Linked DNA regions of Mus musculus: regions 1 and 3 are each linked to region 2. Evidence: chromatin contacts called from public Hi-C and promoter capture Hi-C data. All regions are on one chromosome and are shown on one strand. Each heading gives the region's core, a stretch centred on a gene start, on an enhancer-like site or on the middle of the called end of the contact. The rest is flanking DNA. Distances are from core to core; before and after follow the strand shown. Region 1 holds the start of Pgap4 (post-GPI attachment to proteins GalNAc transferase 4). Region 2 holds the start of Baat (bile acid-Coenzyme A: amino acid N-acyltransferase). Region 3 has its middle 16 kb from the start of Acnat1.

Region 1 (2,700 bases), core at 33-2,532, 91 kb after region 2:
AAATTTAAAGCTAAACAGAGAATCTCAACAATCTAAAAGATGTAGTTTTGTTTATATTTTTCTTTTTTTTTTTTCTTTTTTTTTTTTTTTTTTCTTTTTGCTCCATGCTTATCATTTCCATTTCTTTTTTTCTGGTTCTCATCATATTAAGCATTAGACGAACCTTGTTTGCTCTTCTGGTCTCATAAACTATGTGGCGCATAAAGACCCCCTAGAAATCCTCCAATAAAACTATTTCCCATACATGGTTTATTTCTCTCAGGGAAACCGGCGTGCACTTGCGCGCACACCCACACCTGCAGTTTCTGGTGATAATCCGCATGGTGAGATCATCACTGAAGCCGCATTGTGGTCCCGCAGGGAGAGCAAGGGTCGAGCAGGAGATGCCAGGTCACTGTGACCTGCGGGGGTTCAGGTCCCGCGACAACCTCCTGAACGCAGTGCGGCACGGGCGACGCCTGGCACAAGAACCTGAGCGAAAGCTGCGACACACCCATCCATCCACTCTGGGGAAAATAATAGTGACTGAAAACCCCTAGCTTGGCATCTAGGGCCCTCGCTGACCTTGGGGAGTCCCCTCTGCCCACCGGCCTCAGTTTGCCCACCTTCAGGCAGAGACTGCGAGTCCAGCGCAGTGGCGTTCCAGGCGCGGGCGTTCCCGGGAGCGGGAGGGGCGCCTTCCTCCGGTCACCTTCGCTGGAGGACGCGCCCCGCCGAGGACGGGCGGAGGGGCCCCCGCTCCCGGGCAGCCATTAGGGGGTAGCGCTCAGGCCGGCCGCTGTGTGGGGCTCCCGGGCTGCATCCTCGGGCCTGGTGACAACCCGGCCCGGCCGGCGACAGCCAAAGAGCGAGGCGACCCGCCTGGTGCCACAGACGCACCGAGGGCGGGGCCGCGGCCGAGCCAGCCTGCGGGGCTCAGGGCGGGGGACGCAGGCCTCGGGAGCACCACTCCCCTCATCGGCCGTCGCTCCCACATCGCGTCCCCTCGAGGGCGCGCTTCTCCGCGACACCAGCCCGGCAGGAAACCTACCCCGTGGAGGCGTCAGCTACGTCCTGGCTTGCCAAGGCCACCGCCGCTGTAGCCCAGGCCACCGCTGCTGTAGCCCAGGCTGGCTGGTCTCGATGGTGGCGCCTTGGCAGAACCCTGCCGGGCGGAGAGTAGCGGAAGGCTCGCCTCCTCCAGCATTCGCTCCGGTGCAGGGCTCCCCTCGCTCTGCCAGGCCACGTGACCTGAGAGCTGCGGAGCAACTGCAGCCCCCAAAGCTGGCTTGGGGGTGGGGGTTGCGGGGCGGGGTGGGGGAGAGGCAAAAGGCGCCAACTGATGGGCAGCGAGGGAAAAGCAGGGTCGCTCCCAAGTCAGGAGAACAGGATGATGTCCCTTTTATAATGTGAATGCAAGCCTAGGTTTTATTCCATCAGGTGGGCACAAGAAGAAAGATGTATTTTAATAAAGCATCTCGCCCTTTGCGGAAGCGTTTGTGTAGAAACCTATTTCTCTGTTTCTGAATGGGCTTTAATCTTCTAAACGCCTTCTGTTTAAATGCAAAAGCCCCTGGGAGACATAACTGGAGAGGGAGAAAAATATACGCACTGGGGTAGAGTAATCCTGACGTGCAACACAGGGAAAGCATAGGAAATGACTCAAGGAAGGGGGAAAAAAACTGCATGTCTGACTATGAGAAGGTAAAAAACAGCCAGCTTAGTACCCTGGCCTCACCAGGGCTCTCACCACCATACATCTTTGTGGCCATTTTTATTGCTTCTATTCCATGTCAGTTTGCCAGTGTAGGCTAGGACTTAAATGAGTATTTTGGATGTACATATAATAGGAATTTTTTTTTTGGTGATCATAATGTTGTATTGTCTGATCATTATCACTTAAATACTCAGGATGGAAACAAGTTGCAAGATTAGGAGGCACCGATAGAAAATATCCAGTAAAACCCTTTCTGTAACAGGGTACATACGAGTTTACAGGGTTAAAAAGAGGAAATTCCATAAGTAAATTATTTGATGCAAAAAATGAGATCATCATCTTGTTTCCAGATGTTCTAGCTGCTTTCTACTACAGAGGCGAACAATCCTGAGCTCAGCCTATTGAGCCAAGTTCCTGCTGTTGAAGCCTCTCAGAACTCATGTCACTGGGGTTCTTTGTGTCCACTTGAAGGAGCCTTGAGGTGATCGCAGAAAAAGACAACCAACTACAAGAAAGGCCATGATATCTGCCTGATTTAGGTGAAAATTTCTTGTCATTTGCTTGTCTGGTTTGTATGTTTTAGCTGTGTGTACTGGCTGGTTCTGCGTGTCAACTTGACACAGCTAGAGTTATCACAGAGAAAGGAGCTTCAATTGGGGAAGTGCCTCCATGAGATACAGTTGTAAGGCATTTTCTCAATTAGTGATCAAGAGGGGAAAGGCCCCTTGTGGGTGGTGCCATCTCTGGGCTGGTAGTCTTGGGTTCTATAAGAAAGCAAACTGAGCAAGCCAGGGGAAGCAAGCCAGTAAGAAACATCCCTCCATGGCCTCTGCATTAGCTCCTGTTGTCTGACCTGCTTGAGTTCCAGTCCCGACTTCCTTCAGTGATGAACAGCAATGTGGAAGTGTAAGCTGAATAAACCCTTTCCTCCCCAACTTGCTTCTTGGTCATGATGTTTTGTGCAGGAATAGAAACCCTGACTAAGACAGCGTGTGTTTTTAACT
Region 2 (2,700 bases), core at 134-2,633:
AGGTGGCTCAGCAGTTAAGAGCACTGACTGCTCTTCTAAAGGTCCTGAGTTTGAATCCCAGCAACCACATGGTGGCTCACAACCATCTGTAATGTGATCTGATGCCCACTTCTGGTATGACTGAAGACAGCTACAGTGTACTTATTTATAATAATAAATAAATCTTAAAAAAAATACTAGGGCTGAATTTCCCCTCAATTCACTGAAAACCACCATGCTACAGTCACAAGAAGTATAACAAATATGGGGACAAACCCAGCAGAAATCCCAGCTCTTATTATAATCAAACTCTTAACACAGAGAGCAAATTTTAATGTAGCCAGAGAAAAGTAAACATTGCAGAGGAAAAGAACAAACATAAAATGACAGTTGGCCCTACCAAAAAGACATTAAACAAAGCAGGAGACAATAACCCCTCAATCACAGTGCTCAAAAGAAAGAGAAAAACAAGTAAATAAAACAAAATGCTCACAATTCCTTACCTATGAAATATACACATCAAACCTGAAGGCTATAGAAAGTAAATCCCAGCCAGGCGCGGTGGCGCACGCCTTTAATCCCAGCACTTGGGAGGCAGAGGCAGCCTGGTCTCGAAAAACCAAAGAAAGAAAGAAAGAAAGAGAGAGAGAGAGAGAGAGAGAGAGAGAGAGAGAGAGAGAGAGAGAGAGAAAGAAAGAAAGAAAGAAAGAAAGAAAGAAAGAAAGAAAGAAAGAAAGAAAGAAAGAAAGAAAGTCCCATGGGGGAATGGAAATGGGGAAAATACATTTTCAGTAAATACTACTTCAAGAAATGAAGAGCAATAACACATTTATTATCTGGGTAAATATAAAGGCCCTTTTCAAAATTTAATCACTTACATAGATACATATGTGAACTTAGGAAAAGTTAAAACTCTATATAGCCTGTTCAAAATAAAAGTTTTATGAGGTTTATCTATGAAATATGACAAATAGAGGAAAATCTGGTAAACATAGGATTCTTATATCACTGTTTTTCAAGTGATGTAAGATTTTCTGCGGGTAGATAATGATAACTTCATGTACTTATCAAGAGTTCGCTGAGCTAAGAGATAATAGATAAGAGAGCTACCAGGCGTCAGAGCAATTCATTAAAGGATAAGCTGCATAGGAAAGGCAGAGGTAGTAATCACTTACAGTAGTTTTACAGCAACCCTCAGGAACGTGGTGTGCTCTAGAGAAGGAGGCCCTGTCGGTCAGCACAGATGCCCAGGACTTCTCAGAGACTCTCAAACCAAGGCTCTGACAACACTGTAGATAATGGAAGAGTTTTTAAAAATGCAGACTATTCGGTCAGAGCTGAGGAAAATATCTTAGTATTTCCCTCCTCAACCAGATATAAGTAGGCTGAACCCAGAGAAGAGACTAAGACCTTGGAACTTGGACTTTGAATAAATGCCTGAGATAAAGATCTAAAAATGAAAGCATCGGGCTTCTAGTGTGGAAAGGCCCTAACAAACTCTGGTCTTTGACAGCAACAGTCCTCTGAAACCACGTCCTTTGCTGGAATGTGGCAGAGAGCTCCTGTGTACCCAGAACTAGGGAGACTGAGGCAGGAGGGAAGTTAAAGCCAGCCTGGGCTACATAGGGAGACTGTCTCAGAAAAACAAGAGTAAAACAACAACAAAAAAGAGGCTGTCTCTGTGACACAGTGTGTGTTATTTCACATGGAAATCTCCAAGGCAAGGGAATAGAATCATCTGGGATTCACTCCTGCACATGTTTGTTCTCAATACTGGAACAGAGCTGGGGACACCAAGGATATGGGAGCCTCCTTGTGGTCTTTCTAGATGATCCAGATTGGGTTTTTCACGTCACAGCTGGAAGGGCAAAAGTTAAGACAGCTGAAATCTATAGTCTTAGCCATTTTATATTTGTGAAGAAGGCATATGGCCCTGTTAGAATTCAAATGAGGAGAAGGAAGCAGAGATTTTTTGATAGTGAGTTAAATAGCAGCAATAAGGGAAAGGGAAGAGGGTATGCTATGTATACGCATGCACTATTCTGTTTATATTTGTACTGCCATCTGCAATCTTTTGGGAATAAAGTCTGCCACAGCAGGAGTAGGAAAAAAAGGGAGCAAATAAATCCGATGAGTGGAAAACAGATACCCTGATGGGAAATTTCAACATAATTATATTTGATTGCATTATGGGGCTGAAGAGACAGCTCTGTGGTCAGGAACACTGGCAGTACTTCCATGGGGAAGAATATTCCTAGCACTCACACGGTGACTCATAACTGTCCGTAACTCCAGGTCCAGATAATCTGATGCTCTTTTCTGACTTTTGAAGCATGAGGCACATAGGTGGTTCATGAATGTACATGCAAGCAAAACACCCACATACATAAAATAAAAACAAAATGAGAAAAAAATAGAGGAATTGTTGAAGAGAGGTATGATGGCTTTTCCTTGTTGTCAACTTGACTACATCTGGAATGTATGAAGGACAGTTATATCATGTTAGAGGTAAGTATGACCTGGTTAAATATATGTGTTGTGAATGTGTGTGGGGTAGTTACATTATGTTTAGGTCTAATTGTGATCTGGTTACAGTTATCATTTTGAAATTAATCATGACCTAAGAAAATATGATTGTGTGCCAAGTTGACAAGAGGTATACTTGTGGTGGCTATTCTTGTTAACTTGATTATATTTGGAATAAGCTACAATAGAGAAATG
Region 3 (2,700 bases), core at 37-2,536, 71 kb before region 2:
TCTTTGGAGGTGCTTTCATTTTTCAAGGACTTCTCTTTCTCCCACGAGCAGTGGAAGCGTTCCTTCACTACTTCTATTTTCTTGGGGTCACGATGAACTTCTCTGGGACTTCCACTGAAGGAAATACGATCCGAACCTCAGCCGCACATCAGGCGCCACATGTCCGTTCCAGCAGGACTCAGTTATTCGTGGGTGAGAGGGGGACTGAAAACCTGGGAGAAAAATGGGATGGGAGAGAAAGAAGGAGCAGAGACCAAGGAGGGAAGTCCTATCAAGGTCTCTGTTTATTAGGCTGAAACGCCGGGTTTTTAAAGCATACATCGAGGGGAATAGGGAGGGGTTGAGGGGGAAATTAACAAAGAACAAAGAAGTGGACATCAGGGGACATAAGGGCGGAAGTCAGGTTCCAGGCGGTGGGCACTCTGCGTCCGTCTTATCTCCGGAATTCGGATCCTCCTTAACATCCTTGGGTGTCAGGCCCGGCTCAGCACTTAACTCATGTCCTTTGATGTCATGGGAGTCAGGAAGAGATAAGGAAGAGGGGATTATAATTCAGCTTATAGAGACTCAGGTGCCAGGAAGGGAACAGGGAGAAGGGAGTGACAACCAGCTAGCTCCTAGCACAAGGTCATTTGGCTTGTCAGGGTGGGAGACTTGAAAGGCTTTTTCTCACGGTATGGTCTCCAACACTCCTGGAAGATGATGAGCCAGAAGGAGAAGAGTTCACAGTTAGTGATGGCTACATCCATTATGGACAGAGTGTCAAGCTTGTGTGCTCAGTGACTGGCATGGCACTCCCAAGATTGATAATTAAGAAAGTTGATAAGCAGACAGCATTACTGGATGCAGACCACCCTGTATCACAGCTCCACAAATGTGCATTTTACCTTAAGGTTACAGAAAGAATGTACTTGTGCCTTTCTCAAGAAAGAATATTTCAATTTCAGGCTACTCTGTGTCCAAAAACACAAAATAAAAAAAAAATGGTATCTGTGAGGGAATGGACCCTATCCTTGCCCCAGTCATTCCTGTGCCTGTTGTAGAAAGTCTTCACTTGAATGGCAGCAGGGAAGTAGCAATCCTTGAACTTAAAGAACAAACCTTACTCGAAATTTATGAGTGTGGATTGGAGATGTAGAAGTTGACACAATGTACAGATGTTTAAAGAGCATGCTCTGTAAGATCCCAGACATTTCTGCATTCAGAGAAGGTTGGAGATAGGTCTAAGAGACACTCCAGGTTCCAGTAACTTAGGTCAGTACTGACAGAATCATTTACTCCACCAGGCTTACCTTCACCTACACACCATAGCCAGGGCCAAGGCCACACTGCAGCGCTGCAGGAGTGATTCTCAGAGTCAAATCCAGCCAAGTGCCCTCCAATGAGTCAAACACAAACAGCGAGGGGAATTACACAAATGCCAGCACAAATTCTACCAGTGTCACATCGTCCACAGCAACCGTGGTGTCCTAACTATCATCTTTTTGCTGTGACTGCAACTGACTTGAATGTGGCAAAAAATTTCACAGAAAAAAGCTAAGGATAAAGTGAACAACCTTTTGTGGTTTCCTGGGGAAACGTTTCATACCGGGTGATCTATTCAAAACTGCAAGTGCAGGTGTGACATGCACAAGCCATAATACAATGAACAACATCAAAATGCACAGGCTGATGGGAATCCAGGTTTTCAGCTGTCACTCTCACACACACACCTTTTTGGTTGTTTTTGGTTTGGTTTTGATTTAATGGTCTGGAAATAGATACATGGCTGGAGATACAGGTTAAGCTAGAAGACACAAACTTAACATAGATTTATGGACCAAGGGAATTGCATAAACTTTAGTAAAAGGTACCTTTTCACCATGCCTTTTTTATATCACAGTATGTAGTACACCTTGTTACCAAACAGGTTGCGCTCCCCACCCTTTGAGGGTTGGCTCTAAAGTACATTCAGGTTCGAGCCTCACCATGTTTGTTCAGTCTGAATACTGAACACTTCCAGGTTCCTGTGGTCTAAGGCTGGAACGTTTTTTAAGCTGAAGTCTTAAGACTTTTTCAGAAGATGGAATTATTTTGATTTCAACAAGTCAAATTTTGAAGAGGCCTGCATATTTTTTAAGATTATATGAGGTCTGCAAAAGTTTTAAAAATGCCTCTGCCTTGCCTGCAACACATGCAATGCATGTTAACTGAATCTGTTCGCAGATACTGTTAGTAGTTATTTCTGTGTTTTCCTTTTCCTTTTTCCTCTTTTCTTTTCCTTTTTAGATATTTTCTTTATTTACATTTCAAATGTTATCCCCTTTCCCAGTTTCCCGTCTGAAACTCCTCTATCCCCCACCTCCTCCCCTGGCTCTCCAACCCACCCACTCTGATTCCAGGTCCTGGCATTCCCCTATACTGGGGCATAGAGCCTTCACAGGACTAAAGGCCTCTCCTCTCATTGATGACTGACTAGGCTATCCTCTGCTACATATATAGCTAGAGCCACAAGTTCTACCCTGTCTTTTCTTTGATTGGTGGTATAGTTCCAAGGAGTACCAGGGATACTGGTTATTTCATATTGAAGTTCCTCCTATGGGGCTTCAGACCCCTTCAGCTCCCTGGGTACTTTCTCTGGCTCCTTCATTGGGGACCTTGTGCTCTGTCCAATGGATGACTGTAAACATCCACTTATGTACTTTCCAGGCACTGGCAGAG

What was found. Hi-C and Micro-C count contacts between places; a contact is called where the count stands out from the background. Capture Hi-C pulls out chosen DNA fragments and counts their contacts.
Region 1: a promoter capture Hi-C map of adipose tissue shows a contact between it and region 2. The contact joins the promoter of Pgap4 here to the promoter of Baat in region 2. A contact is called at or near these places in 1 of 484 Hi-C or Micro-C datasets (nephron progenitors), 2 of 115 datasets of contacts at active chromatin or transcription factors (both in embryonic stem cells) and 3 of 9 other capture datasets (adipose tissue, liver and pancreatic islet).
Region 3: a Hi-C map of liver shows a contact between it and region 2, with 3 times the contacts expected there. The contact joins the enhancer-like site here to the promoter of Baat in region 2. A contact is called at or near these places in 3 of 39 promoter capture datasets (hippocampal neurons and liver), 1 of 484 Hi-C or Micro-C datasets (liver), 1 of 115 datasets of contacts at active chromatin or transcription factors (embryonic stem cells) and 1 of 9 other capture datasets (adipose tissue).

The regions. Positions count from the first base shown.
Region 1 is chr4:49,596,594-49,599,293 of GRCm38.p6, forward strand. Pgap4 (post-GPI attachment to proteins GalNAc transferase 4) reads right to left here and starts at 1,283. Exons shown (of 2, transcript NM_025944.4): 1 at 1,031-1,283. It overlaps Gm33106 (a long non-coding RNA gene), which reads left to right. Exons shown (of 3, transcript XR_390562.3): 2 at 263-2,235.
Region 2 is chr4:49,505,175-49,507,874 of GRCm38.p6, forward strand. It overlaps Baat (bile acid-Coenzyme A: amino acid N-acyltransferase), which reads right to left and starts at 1,384. Exons shown (of 4, transcript NM_007519.3): 1 at 1,155-1,384.
Region 3 is chr4:49,434,030-49,436,729 of GRCm38.p6, forward strand. It overlaps the pseudogene Rbpj-ps2. Among named protein-coding and RNA genes, the nearest start is that of Acnat1, 16 kb to the right of the region's middle. Within about 2 kb of position 1,287, at least 2 of the 459 cell types and tissues checked have an H3K27ac peak or open chromatin away from gene starts, as enhancers often do. A contact at or near this core is called in liver, where this site is marked.